Regions from separate parts of the Triticum aestivum genome. Here region 2 is linked to region 1. Evidence: chromatin contacts called from public HiCAR-type data. All regions are on one chromosome and are shown on one strand. The core of a region is the stretch at or near the end of the contact, and the rest is flanking DNA. Distances in the headings are between cores, read along the strand shown.

What was found. HiCAR-type assays count read pairs that join an accessible place to other places.
Region 2: a HiCAR-type map of leaf shows a contact between it and region 1, with 9 times the contacts expected there. The contact joins the promoter of LOC123144070 here to the promoter of LOC123144069 in region 1. A contact is called at or near these places in 1 of 5 Hi-C or Micro-C datasets (leaf) and 1 of 1 datasets of contacts at active chromatin or transcription factors (leaf).

The regions. Positions count from the first base shown.
Region 1 is chr6D:128,806,683-128,813,280 of IWGSC CS RefSeq v2.1, reverse strand. It overlaps LOC123144069 (heptahelical transmembrane protein ADIPOR2), which reads left to right and starts at 2,912. Exons shown (of 4, transcript XM_044563088.1): 1 at 2,912-3,463; 2 at 3,580-3,669; 3 at 4,517-4,562; 4 at 6,529-6,598. The coding sequence starts at 3,177.
Region 2 is chr6D:129,208,162-129,214,999 of IWGSC CS RefSeq v2.1, reverse strand. LOC123144070 (tubby-like protein 4) reads right to left here and starts at 2,526. Exons shown (of 8, transcript XM_044563089.1): 1 at 1,827-2,526; 2 at 1,510-1,686; 3 at 1,347-1,402; 4 at 1,170-1,272; 5 at 975-1,064; 6 at 744-839; 7 at 595-662; 8 at 258-500. The coding sequence starts at 2,324. The coding sequence ends at 425.

The DNA of each region.
Region 1 (6,598 bases), core at 1,663-4,162:
ACGTGGGGCCCACGAGGGTGGAGGGCGAGCCCTGGGGGTAGGCGCGCCCCCTACCTCGTGGCTTCCTGGTAGCTTTCTTGACGTAGGGTCCAAGTCCTCTGGATCACGTTCGTTCCGAAAATCACGTTCCCGAAGGTTTCATTCCGTTTGGACTCCGTTTGATATTCTTTTTCTGCGAAACTCTGAAATAGGCAAAAAATAGCAATTCTGGGCTGGGCCTCCGGTTAATAGGTTAGTCCCAAAAATAATATAGAAGTGTATAATAGAGCCCAATAATGTCCAAAACAGAAGATAATATAGCATGGAGCAATCAAAAATTATAGATACGTTGGAGACGTATCAATCCCTATACACACACGAATGAATATTCGAGTTAACCTATAGTTGCCGTGTGCTATTCCTGTTGCTTCACGATATGTTACAAAACCCGAGGTGAGATTTAGTAGCATCCCCGTGAATCAACAACTTGTTCACTATGCTAGTTTCCTCGTTACCAGTTTTGTTCTCTTTTCTCGTTCCTGTGTTCCGGCATCCTTGTGATCAAATCACAATGTGTCTGGCCAGACGATAATGGATACCGTAACACCGAGAGGGCCCAAAGAATATCTCTCCATCATTGGAGGAGCAAATCCCAATCTTGAGCTATCTAGTTCCTTGTCATACTTTTCCATGAACCCGTAAGCCGCCGTAATAGCCACCCTTTTACGGATGACGTTTAACAAACCCCAAAGTTCATGAAGCAAGCATGAAGGAACTCGATACTCTCATGGTCTAAGGAATTATGCAAACATTAACTTTCTCTGTGTTATTTACCATTAACTCGTGATGAACATATCTCATAGAATAACATCAATCGGGTCGATTCAACATAAGTGTTCTTCTAACATTGTGTCCTCAAAGTTGCCGGCATAGTCATGCCCATGATCAGGAAAACAGAACCATCATGCAACACTTGAGCTAGTCTTAGAAGCCATGCTAGAAATACATTTTACCGTTTATTATTCCACACGTGCATATGAGTTTCCCTCCGAGCCTCGTGGTTATTGCAGACTTGAGAACCATAGCAGTTATAGCATGGAACATAAAACACAATTATGAATAGGGAGATAAATAATAGCATTTATGATTTCCTCTAGGGCATATCTCCTACAGACTCCCACTTGCACTAGATTCAATAATCTAGTAAATGCTAATGCACTTTACACCTATGGCATACCGGTGTAAAATATGCTTCGCTTGTGGTATAGTCTTTGTCCAACAGATCTGACAACTTCAGGGCCGTGTGTATCTTTGCATATCCTCGCGTTTTCACGCTTTCACAAAATTCATATTTTGTGTGGACTTGGCCTTGTATATATGTGAATCACTGATCGAACCTTGATTCCTCAAACTAAGCTATGGAGCAACTATCTACAATAGTGTTCCATTGAACAAAGCCATTTTGGAACCATACTAAGTTCATGAACGAACTGTATGATTCAACATCTTCTTTGTCGCTTCTAAAGCATCAGCATACTTAGTCTTTGTTATAGGATTCGCCACAGTAACCTGTTTGAAACAATTTCCAACTATTGTGCCACCATACATGTGTTACACAAAACCCTTAACTTAAATCAAAAATCGCATGGAGCATTGATGAAGACTGTATCGATGCAATTACTTACAATTCATAATCTCTGCTTGCGAGAAAGCATGTTGTCAGTGCTACTTTAGTACTCAATGACATTTTTCACTGTTGTCCATGATCAATACCTTGATCACTTTGGTATCTATACTCGCAACAACTTGGGAGTATTGGATATATCTGGTTGTTTTACATACCATGGAATACATGATTAATCCAAACACATGAGTGTGTGGAATCTCCATCATGTACTTTACTCATCAGTGTTTTGGAACACTGAGTCTTGCAAAAACTCTTTCCATGTGACTTCGGCAAGAATCACTCCTTGGCGTTCTTATGCTAAACTGTTTTAGCATCATGTCAATATGTATTCTTGGCTTAGCCTATTAAGCAATTCTATCTCCGTAGATAAATATGCCTAATATCAAGGCTACCTAGCCCAAGCACTTCATGGAAAAACTATTTTCAATGAAGTCCTAATTCGTGTCAAGAGGGGCCAATTCCATTCCCCCCCTAACTTTGTCCCGACCTCATCTTTACCCCTAAATAAAAACAGTGCTCAACTTTGCCCCTCTTCCATTAGGTGCGCTTATAGGAATGCCCTTCCGTACATTTTCCGTCCAGTCAAAGGCCTTTGACCGTTAGATTTTTCTATACGCGCACTTAACGGTCAAAGGCCTTTGACTGGACGGAAAATGTACGGAAGGGTATTTCTATAAGCGCACTTAACGGAAGAGGGGTAAAGTTGAGCACTGTTTTTATTTAGGGGTAAAGATGAGGTCGGGACAAATTTAGGGGGGGAAATGTAAATCTCCCAAATTTATATTATTTCAAATCAACAATGTGTCAAGCACACAAGGTTTTTAGAAATATTATTATGCTCTCACTTACTCTCTCGTAACAACAAGCATCTTCGCTTTCCATTGATGAAATCAAACTCTTTTGACCATTTCATCAAAACAAAGATTCCAACTCTTTAATTTTGTAAAATATGCAAATGAGTATGATTAAAAAAGTTGTATGAACTACACAAGCTAAAAAATATTAAAAACGGCCATTCCTTGGGATAAAAATGCCATCTCTTAATAATAAAATGCCATCTCTTAATATAAAAATGCCATTTCTTAATATAAAAACCGCCAGGGCCCACATGCCAGCGAGACACGCACAGGTGGCATATAAATATCCCTTTTCTTCTCCCCTTTAAATCTGACGGTCATTAGGCGAGTGGCTGCGCCCAAAAGCCCCCGGTAACCTCTGTTAGCTTGACAAGCGTGTGCGACGGAGGAAATCCATGTGGGTGGCTCGCCCGTGCCTACACCCACCAGCAACATCACCGCACCACACCACCCCCGCGCCGCGCGCTCCCCGCCAAGATTCGCCAGGCGGCCTCGTCTCCTCCCATCCCCCTATAGCCTCCCTATAGTCCGCCTATAACACCACCACCTCCCGGGCTCCCCCGCACGAACCGCGGACCAGACACAGACAACCCCGACGCAGCCGCGCGCGCACAGAGCCGGAGAGAGAGAGAGAGAGGCACCGGGCCCATCGCATGGGAGCGCGGTCGACGGCGACCGCGGGGGAGGCGGTGGCGAGGCGGGGCAGCAGGAAGAAGGTAGCCATGGCGCCGTCGGTGGGCGGCGTGGAGGCGGCGTCCGCGGCGGCGATGGCGGGCGGCCGGCGCAGCAGGGCCCCGCCGCGGCTGGTGGGCTACGAGGAGCTCCCCGAGTACCTCAAGGACAACGAGTACATCCGCGGCCACTACCGCGTGGAGTGGCCCATCCGCGACGCCCTCCTCAGCGCCTTCTCCTGGCACAACGAGACGCTCAACGTCTGGACGTGCGTGCGCGCCCCCCTCCAATCCATCCCCCCGATTCATCCACATGCTCCGCGCGAACTGATCAAATCGATCGGCCAATCCATTGATTTGACATGGCACCGTGTGATTTCCGCAGGCATTTGGGCGGGTTCCTGCTGTTCCTGGCGCTCGCCGTCGCCGGAGGCGGCCCGGAGGCCGCCCACGACGCCGCGCCGGGGATCATGAGGTACGTACTACCTACACTACAGAACACACGACTTGACTTTCCTTTTCTCTCTGTCCTCCGGAATAAGAAAATGATTGTTTACGTTTGTTCAAACTTCAATAATGATTTGATTGCCTCTGATTCCCACTCCCTTCTGCGTGATTAGCGGGCGCTCCCGGCTTTGAAACTTGAAACGGTCTTCCAACAAAATGCGAATTAACTCACCACCGCAGCTCGCACGTCACATGTGGGAAACCTCGAATTTGTTTCGCGGGCAGTTGGTAGTATGTTCGGAGAGCGCGCACGTCACACACAACCCCCGCTCACGCCCAACGTGTGCGCGCTCGTTCCATCAACCGAACGCACGCGCGTGCGCAATCACACGTTCGTTCACTACCGACTCTTTCTGCATTGCCAGCTACTGATATTAAGCTCCAAGTCTCCAACTGGCTGCGAGTACACTTTAATTCTAATGCAAGATTATGCTAGATGCTGCCCATGTGAGATGCGACAAGAACACACTGCCCTAAGCAGCAAGTGCATGCGTGAGAGCCACACCAAACGAACGAGGTTCGCGCACACGGACATGGCCCGCGGTAGCCTCCGTGCATTATCCGCCTCACACGTCTTATCGTCATGCCGGAGCACTTTGCAAATGCAATGCTGGCTTTGGTCGGTTGGCGCAAATTACAGATTTGTTAGGGGTTCCAAGTCTGAAACGATCCTTTCTCTTTGTCTTTGATAGTTTGATTGATTGATGTTCCTTTTCCAGCAAGGTGCCATGGCAACCTAGTACTGCACTACTGCTACTACTTTGTTTATGAAAGAGAAAGGCCTTTTAGTTACGTGCCGTTCATTTCTCTCGCAGGTTCGTGGTGGGATCAGCTAATTCGTCGTGGAAGAGCGATCAATCGGTAAGAAACGCATCTAAGAGATACGTAGTATCTTATCTTGTTTCCGGATAATTTTCCAGCGCTGCATATTTTTCTCTCATAACTATAGTCCCCAAGATTCTGGGACAGATGGTGCTAGATAGCATGATTAATTAATTCAGACGAGTTCTATCAAGGTGACTATAATTATTCAGTTAGCAGTAGTGTAGTGCCACCAATGATTTAAATATAACTGCACCGAGTGAGTACCATGTAATAATGTGATCATGTAGATCCCCACCACGCAGAAAGAGACATGCATGGACAGCTGTGTATGTGAGCTGCCCACATGATCATCCTTTGATCCATGTCCTTACACTATAGTATAGAGGATGCACTACAAATGTTCAAGCAACTATGCACAGATGCGAACAATAGGTCAAATCAGTTCCCTCTAAATAACTCTGAATCATGTTTGTCTGAATACAAGACGTGTTTTGACCTGATGGGTTTCTTTGGTTTACATACAAGATTATAAAAGCGTGGTAATTAGAAAAGAAAACGTAGACTTGAGATGCCATAGTAAATCTTAAAAACAAGAGCATGTCTGACTGTATCATAGGAAAAACATAGGAATATCTTGTAAAAGTTATCCGGTTGCATCACATGAAAAATGCACAAAGCCTGCAATATTGCGAAAAGATATTAGATGAATTTCATAATTGTCACTTAAACAAAAACAAAATAAATCCCATAAGAATGGACCCAATGGAAATTTCCTCTTGGAATTGTATACGGTTTTTCATTAATAGAAAATAAACAAGTCATAGAGGTGAAAAAATAAGAATAGAATCCTAGAAATTACTTTGAAGTAAAATGGCCTCACACTGAAAATTCATTAGGGATAATGGCCGTAACGTCCTTCCATCCGATAGGGTTGACTTGAGATCCTCTTCTGTAACAACAATGCTGTTATGATCACTGTCGCATGGGTCTCTACCCCATGTGTGGGTGGTGGTTAGTGATGAGCCCGCAAGATCATGTCCTACATATTTTATTTTATTCATTTTATTTTGAAAACGGGCAAAAGATCGTGTCCTACATATCCTTCCACTTATCTCTAACCAACCCTGAATCATGAAATGTGGACTTAATCAGAACCAAAGAAGTGTGTGCCGCCATTTCTCTTGACCAATCATAGTATAGAGAGTTTATGAAAACTCAAAGGTTGAGGAATTTACCAGAGGAAATTGACTAAATTGCGCTTCCATTTAAGTGTTCTGAAATAGCACTGACGAATAATTTGTATAATTCATGTGGATGATACAAATAAGGAGAGAAGATGTAAATGACATTGAAAAATATGAATGTAGGAGGTAGAGGTACTACTAGATTAATGATAGGATCGGCTCCATCTTCCGATAGGTTCTTCTGTGCTAAGGACAACTCGTGAGTGGTGCGTCCTTTCCTGATCCCTGTCCTGGTCGACGGCAACCTGACCAACCGACCAAAACCAAGGAGCCATGTGTAGCTGTGCACTTCGAATCTAGTTCACCTTCTGCTGCAACGTAACATCACGTGTAGTCGTCTTGTTCAGAACAAACACGCTGCCTCTCTGTGTTTGCACAAAATCTCGCTTCCTCTTTCACATTCACTTTGCATGCAAGAGAAGAAGTAGACGATTCTTTTGCAACATTTTCACATTTGCTCACCTGCTAGAAGCAGTGTCGCTTTCAGCTACTTCTTCGGTTTGAACCCAAATTGGTTCTGTTGAGCAGACAAGACCAAGTGGCAAAATCTTTCCAGTCATCTTATCGTTGATTTCTGCGTACGGCGACGAATCTGTCAAACTGAGATTTACCGCGCAAGCACTACTCGAAATATTCTCTCGCCGAGATGCGATAGTTTTACATGCCAAACAGAGATTTTTGTTCACTGTTATGTTTGCAGTTATCGCTTTGGCACATGATTAGAGCGCGCTAACAGTGGCGTTGGTGTTTGCGTGCAGGGCCTACCGGGCCATGACGCGGCGGCGACGGTCCTGGGCGGGCACGGCGTGCCGCGGTGGCCGCGGATGG
Region 2 (6,838 bases), core at 1,277-3,776, 400 kb before region 1:
TCCGACCACTCCCCTCTAAATCTCTCCTGGCTGGCGCCTCTCTCGTCATCCTTGGCACTTTGGCAGTGACAGTAACTGTTTTCCTGGACCAGCACGTTGCCAGGCATGACCAGCTCGGGCAGCGCAAGGACGAGTTTTCGCAGTCCATCAGTTCATCAAAATCGGTTAGAACTTGCGTTTTATTTTGGAACGCAGGGAGTACCACATTGAGAATTCAATTTTGAGGCAAACAAGCATCGCCTACAGTGACAAGAGGGTAAGCAGACGAACAATTTGCTCTCTTATGATACTTCTACTAATTATTTAATCCCTTCTCGAGGCGAGAAGACTACATGTACATAAAAATCGAACAAAGGAAACCATCAGGGTGCAGCACAAAAACAACATCCGGGCTAAACGAAACTCTGTCGCATCTGCATCTCAGTCACAGCGTGCAGCAAAGCTTGGAGTCCATCGACGCCAAGCAAATGCAGAATGCTTGGTATCCAGTCAAGGGGTATCTGCAAATGAGATATTCCCATCAGAAAATGTTACTACTAGTTACATTCATCGACGAATGTCGATGATCAGCAAGGGAAATGATCGATGCCTTACCTGAAATCCATTATGTACTTGGACTTCCCGACCCTACCAAGCTGCAAGATCGTCTGCCTCCCATTTTCCTGTCGAGCACAAGTTGTCGATATCATGATATGTTGCTCAGTCTGATCTAACCCCATTGAAAGCTGGAGCAGAAATTTTACCTCCAAAGTCATCTGAAAGTTCTTCACTGATGTCTGCACCTTGTATCCCATCCTCCCAACCCTCTCTCTGAAATCTAGTTCGTAGCGCTTCGTCATCTGTTGCAAATGCAGAAAACAAACACACTGCGTTTTAGGTACTGATGAGCAAGAGGATACATCTCTCAGCTTAACTCCCAATTCCCGACACGTCGATCCGAAGGCTCAGTAAGTTTCTTGAGGGAAGCTGCTTACATTGTTGTAGAAAGGTGATCTTGAGCAGAGTTGTTCAGCTCTGTTCCTCTTCTCCTGCCAATCCTTTGGAAGCCCACTGACATGCTGAATCTGCAGCAACATTTCCACAACTAATGACCATATGCCTCACTCCTTGGTTTAAACGAATCCATTTAAGTTCACTAATGAATCTCCCAGTGTTGCAAATGGATTTACCTGAGCAGAACTGTTGGTCCTCAACTGCATGGACTGGTTCTTGGGGATCCATGCCCTCATGCTTCTGAAACTCCCCGTGAGCGTAGTAATAGTAGGGGCAAATCTGTAGGAACCAAAAATTGGTCAAGAAAAGCCATATCCATGGGCAGGTCACTGACGGAGATTGATGAATCTTACGCGATAACGCCGAGAAGCCGCTTGGATTGGCTCTTCAGCTCATCGACCCGGTTCCCCTGCATCGGCGACCATTAATACTCATCATTGGTTCATGTTCACCATGGTAATCAGTCTCGAATCCAGGAGAGCGACATGAAGAATCACGAAGGGGAACGTCATGTACCTGTCCCCAAATCTGGTACTTGGATCCAACAAGATTGGCACCCATAGTCCCGAGGAAGTTCTTGTCGGAGCTGCAGAAGACGCCGTCCTGGTTCTGCGCCACGATGAACTCCGACCTCCCTCTCCTCCTCCGGTGCCGGGCCACCGCCAGCTTCCGGTCCTGCCGCCCCTGCCCCTCCTGCAATCGCACAACAGAGAGACGGGCACGCACGAATCCTTATGACACCAATCTCAGCAGCTAATCACACCACTCTCCCCTGGATTTTGAAATCTTGAAGCCCTGAAAGCGGAGGAGGAAGGACGGGGGGATTAGCTCACGTTGGTGTAGAGCGAGTAGAGCGCCACGCCTCTGGCACCAGTGGCCTTCTCCCTGACGACGACGCAGGTGCACCTCCCGACGTCGAGCGGCAGCGGGCGGCACAGCAGCGCCCTGTTGGGCAGGGTGGCCCAGGACGCGGCCGGCGCCGCCTCGTTGTCGGAGAGGTCCCACGCCTCGTAGGACGACGACGCCGGCGCCGGCGGCGCCGGCGGCAGCAGCTCCCTCCCCCTCGGCCCGACGAACACGGGCAGCCCCGCCGCCTCCTCGCCCTCCATGCGGGCCTGCAGCGACGACGGCTTCAGCGGCGCCGCCTTCGCGGCAGCAGGCGCCGTCGCCCTCTTTTCCTCCTTGCCGGGGCCGAGATTGGCCGCGCCCAGGTTCTCCTTCTCGGCAGAGACCGCCGGCGCGCGTGGCCGCGTGGCGGCCGCAGGCGTGTTTGCGGCCGCGTTGCAGCTGAGGGGGGCCAGCGGCTCCCTCTTGGGCGGCGTGGCTGCCATTGGTGCGCGCGCGAGGGGAGGTGGAGGTGGACGGGGGTTTCGTAGTGCGCGGAGCTCGCGTGCGTGTTAGTGCGAGGCTTGGCTGGTGCTTAATCTATGGACCAAATGGCGCTGTGGGTGGTGGTTTGGAGGGAGGATTTAAATTTGAAACGCGTGATGAGTGGCGAGTGCTAACGGTCGCCGTCTCGGGAGCTGGACCCTTTCTCTGTGGTGGCGATGTGATTTGCTTTTGGACTTTGTTGGATTTTTGCTCTTGGACTTCCCCACCGTGACCGAGTTTGAATAACACTTGGCGTGACTTGAGCATGGACTATGGCGTTGCTGATGGTGGTTTGGAGGGAGATTTAAGTTTGGAGGGGGATTTAAATGAGCTGCTGCTGCTCTCTGCTTGCTTTTTGCTCGCGCTGCATGCAGTTTTTGCCAGGAGACAGGAAGTGTTCAGTGGAAATAAATGAAGCGTCGGGAGGGATACGAGGCGAGCAGGACAGATGAAGAGCAAGCGGGGCCGTAACGTTGACGCTTCATGGCTGACGACAGCTTTTACTCCCAAGTGCCAGCTTGCATATGTGTCAGTACTCTAAAGCTACAGTTTTTTTTAGATCCTAAGCTGCATTCTTTAAAAGGGGAAGTACGAGCAGGCCACCTTTGGAAGCAGCACCGTGCCCGCCTTGTTTGTTCAATCTTATGTAGTACTAGTACTAGCAACTTGTTTGAAACTTTTAAATTCAACAAAGGCCAAAGTTCAAACATACCTCCCTCCATCTCAAAATAAGTGTCTCAAGCTTAGTATAACTTTATAAAGTTAGTACAAACTTGAGAAACTTACTTTGAGACGAAGAGAGTAGATGTGTACTTTCGTTTGTTCGAACTTCAATATTACCATGCCCAACTCATGCGTGTTTGTGCCTCAGTGGTGGCCGGTGACAACCGGTGTCCTACGTTTACAGGAGGAGACATATACTTGGGACGAAGGCTGAGTTTGATTTCTTTACAAAAACATATCTAGGCCGATACGTAATGGTAAAGACAGATTGTCAAGTTGTGCGGCGACTCTGGGAGTCCGAGAAGGAGGAGACGATATCATGTGCTTAGGGAGATGAAGCTTTTGTTGGAATTTACTAGTAGGCCTTTGGCCCAAAGCCCAACTAAAATTCTGAAATTCTCTTGGCCCATTCATGCATAGCTAGTGAGTGGTGTGAGTGGGACTAAAGTTTAGTCCCACCCCAAAAGTTGACTGAGACTTGCATCTCTTTATAAGCTGAGCTCTTCTACCACTTGTATGAGCATGAGAAGAGGAGACCTACACGCGCGCTCCTCCTCCTCGCTGCGCTGCGCTGCGCGCCGCGTGTTGCGGAAGTGAGTCGAGCTGAGGACAAAGCTATGCACGTTGTCTATATTTTTGCTGCTCGGGAAAAATTAATAAGTCATTAATTAAATTAATGGGCGCGTTAATTACTCAGCTGTTTCCGATTCTTTTGGATCGTGGGGCAGACGTCTACCCTAGCCGCCGCCGCATCGTATGGTTTCGCACCACCGTTCCAGATCATTGCGTCGGCACACAAGTCTTCTCCATCCCTCCTTTCGGCGTGCACCGCGAGAAGGGACAGCAGGCCTCCGGAACCCCGCCTCTCATGATCCTGTACGGGAGAGGGGCGATCAGGTTTTTGTGGAGGCCACTCGCGCGACTACTGGTAGCGACGACTTCGCCAACGACAACTTCTTCCCTGACCTCGGCAACCTCCTCATTAACGACATGGGCGACAACATCAACGCTGCACCGTATGTGATCTTGTCCTCCTTGTTTGAGATCTTGCTAGAATTCTTAGTTCTAGTTTGTGCCCTAGATATGATCTGTTCATCTACTATGCTAGTCCGCATGATTAGTTTAGTCTTCGTTCTTGCTGTCATGATTTATTTAGTGCTTATTCGGATTAAAACTCGTAGTAATTTGCTAATATATTCAACAATCCAAAATCCTGATTATAGGCAATTTACTTCAAGTGGTTTTACTGCGCATCTGAAGCCGCCTATCTTTAAGGGCGTGCAATATAAGAGGTGGCGCACGAGAGCAGTTTACTGGTTCCAGACCATGTACTGCTATGACGCCACCAAGGGCAAGCCTGAGGGCAATCTTGATCCTGCACAGCAGGAAGCTTTTACGAAGATCGATACCCTCTTTAAAGGCGCCCTTCTGAGTGTTCTTGATGATTCCATTGTGGATTCATATATGTCATTTGACAACAGCAAGGACATGTTGGCTGCGCTCGAGGCCAAGTTTGGGGCCTCAGACGCTGGCAGCGAGTTGTACGTCATGGAGCAATTCTATGACTACAAGATGACTGATGAGCGCTCTGTTGTCCAACAAGCTCATGAGATACAGTCGCTCGCAAAGAAATTTGAGTACTTCAAGTGTGTGTTGCCGGACAAATTTATTGTTGGAGGCATCATTGCCAAGCTTCCACCTTCGTGGAACAATTTTACTACTTCCCTGAAACACAAGAGACAAGAGTTTTCCGTTTCGGATCTCATTGGTACTCTTGATGTTGAAGAGAAGGCGAGAGCAAAAGACACACGTGCTCGAGTTGCTGAGGGAGCTTCTAGTGCTCACATGGTGCATAAGAAGAACTTCCAGCCCAACAAGTTCAAAAACAACAAGAACAAAACTCAGGGCAAAGGCAAGTTTGATGCAAAGAACAATCCGTCACATTCTACCAACTTCAAGAAGAATTCTCATAAGAAGGGGAAGGGACTTTGCCATGTCTGCGGTGATCCTAATCACCGGGCTCCGAAATGTCCTAACCGCTTTGAGGAGCGTGAACATGAGAAGAGCGGCAAGTCGCTAATGTTGTCATCGGTGATACTGATATGAAGGAATCAGGGTACGATATTTTTCCTATCATCCTTTCAGTATTTCAATCTCTTGATTGGTTAATTGACACTGGTGCCAATGTACATGTTTCTGCTGACGCCTCCATGTTTTTTACTTACCAGGTCACTGGGACTTCTCTCGTGCTGATGGGGAACGGGTCACATGCCACTGTTCGAGGTGTCGGTACGGTCGATCTAAAGTTTACTCCGGGGAAGATCGTGCATCTAAAGAATGTTCATCATGTGCCGTCAATCAATAAGAATCTCGTTAGCGGTTCCCGTTTATGTCAAGATGGGTTTAAATTGGTTTTTGAGTCCAATAAAGTTGTAATTTCTAAGTGTGGACAATTTGTTGGAAAAGGCTACGAGTGTGGAGGCTTGTTCCGCCTGTCTTTGTCAGATATTTGCACTAAAGTTATTAATCATGTTTGCCACGATAATGAGTCTAATATTTGGCATTCACGACTTTGTCATATTAACTTTGGTTGCATGACGCGGCTAGCCAACATGAGTTTAATTTCTAAATTCACCACAGTCAAGGGCTCCAAGTGCCAAGTGTGTGTGCAAGCTAAGCAACCTTGCAAGTCCCATAAGACTGCAGAGGCAAGAAATTTGGCGCCACTAGAGCTTATACATTCTGATCTTTGTGAGATGAATGGTGTGTTGACAAAAGGTGGAAAGAAATACTTCATGACGTTGATTGATGACTCCACTAGATATTGTTATGTGGATCTTCTGAAATCAAAAGACGAGGCTTTAAATTTCTTCAAAAACTATAAAGCTGAAGCAGAGAACCAACTTGATCGAAAAATCAAACAGCTTAGGTATGATCGTGGTGGAGAGTATTTTTCCAATGAATTTGATTAGTTTTGTGCTGAACATGGTATAATCCATGAGAGGACGCCTCCCTACTCACCTCAGTAAAATGGGGGTAGCCGAAAGAAAGAACCGAACTCTAACTGATATGGTTAACACCATGTTAGACACATCGGATCTCTCCAAGGCATGATGGGGGGATGCGCTAATGACTGCATGTCATGTCCTAAACCGAGTTCCCACAAAACATAAGGCCGTAACTCCTTTTGAGGAATGGGAAAGGGAAAGGTTGAAACTCTCCTACCTACGTACTTGGGGTTGTTTGGCGAAAGTCCATATACCAATTCCCAAGAAGCGCAACCTTGGACCAAAAACCGTGGATTGTGTTCTTCTGGGCTATGCTTTTCATAGCATTGACTATAGATTTTTGATAATAAAATCTGAGGTATCCGACATGCATGTTGGTACAATTATGGAGTCGAATGATGCAACTTTCTTTGAGGACATATTTCCTATGAAGGATATGTCCAAGTTCATCAAATCAGGAGATACCTACTCCTTCTAGTCAGGAATTTGCTGTAATTCCTGAACCCACCATTGCGATGGAACATGTTGAGAATCCTGTTGAGGATGAAAATGAAAATCCTATAAGGAGTAAGCGACGGAGGACCACAAAGTCCTTTGGTGATGATTTCATTCTGTACCTCGTGGATGACACACCCAGGACTATTTCAGAAGCCTATGCATCTTCTGATGCAGACTATTGGAAGGAAGCTGTCCGCAGCGAGATGGATTCCATCTTAGCTAGCGGAACCTGGGAAATCACTGAT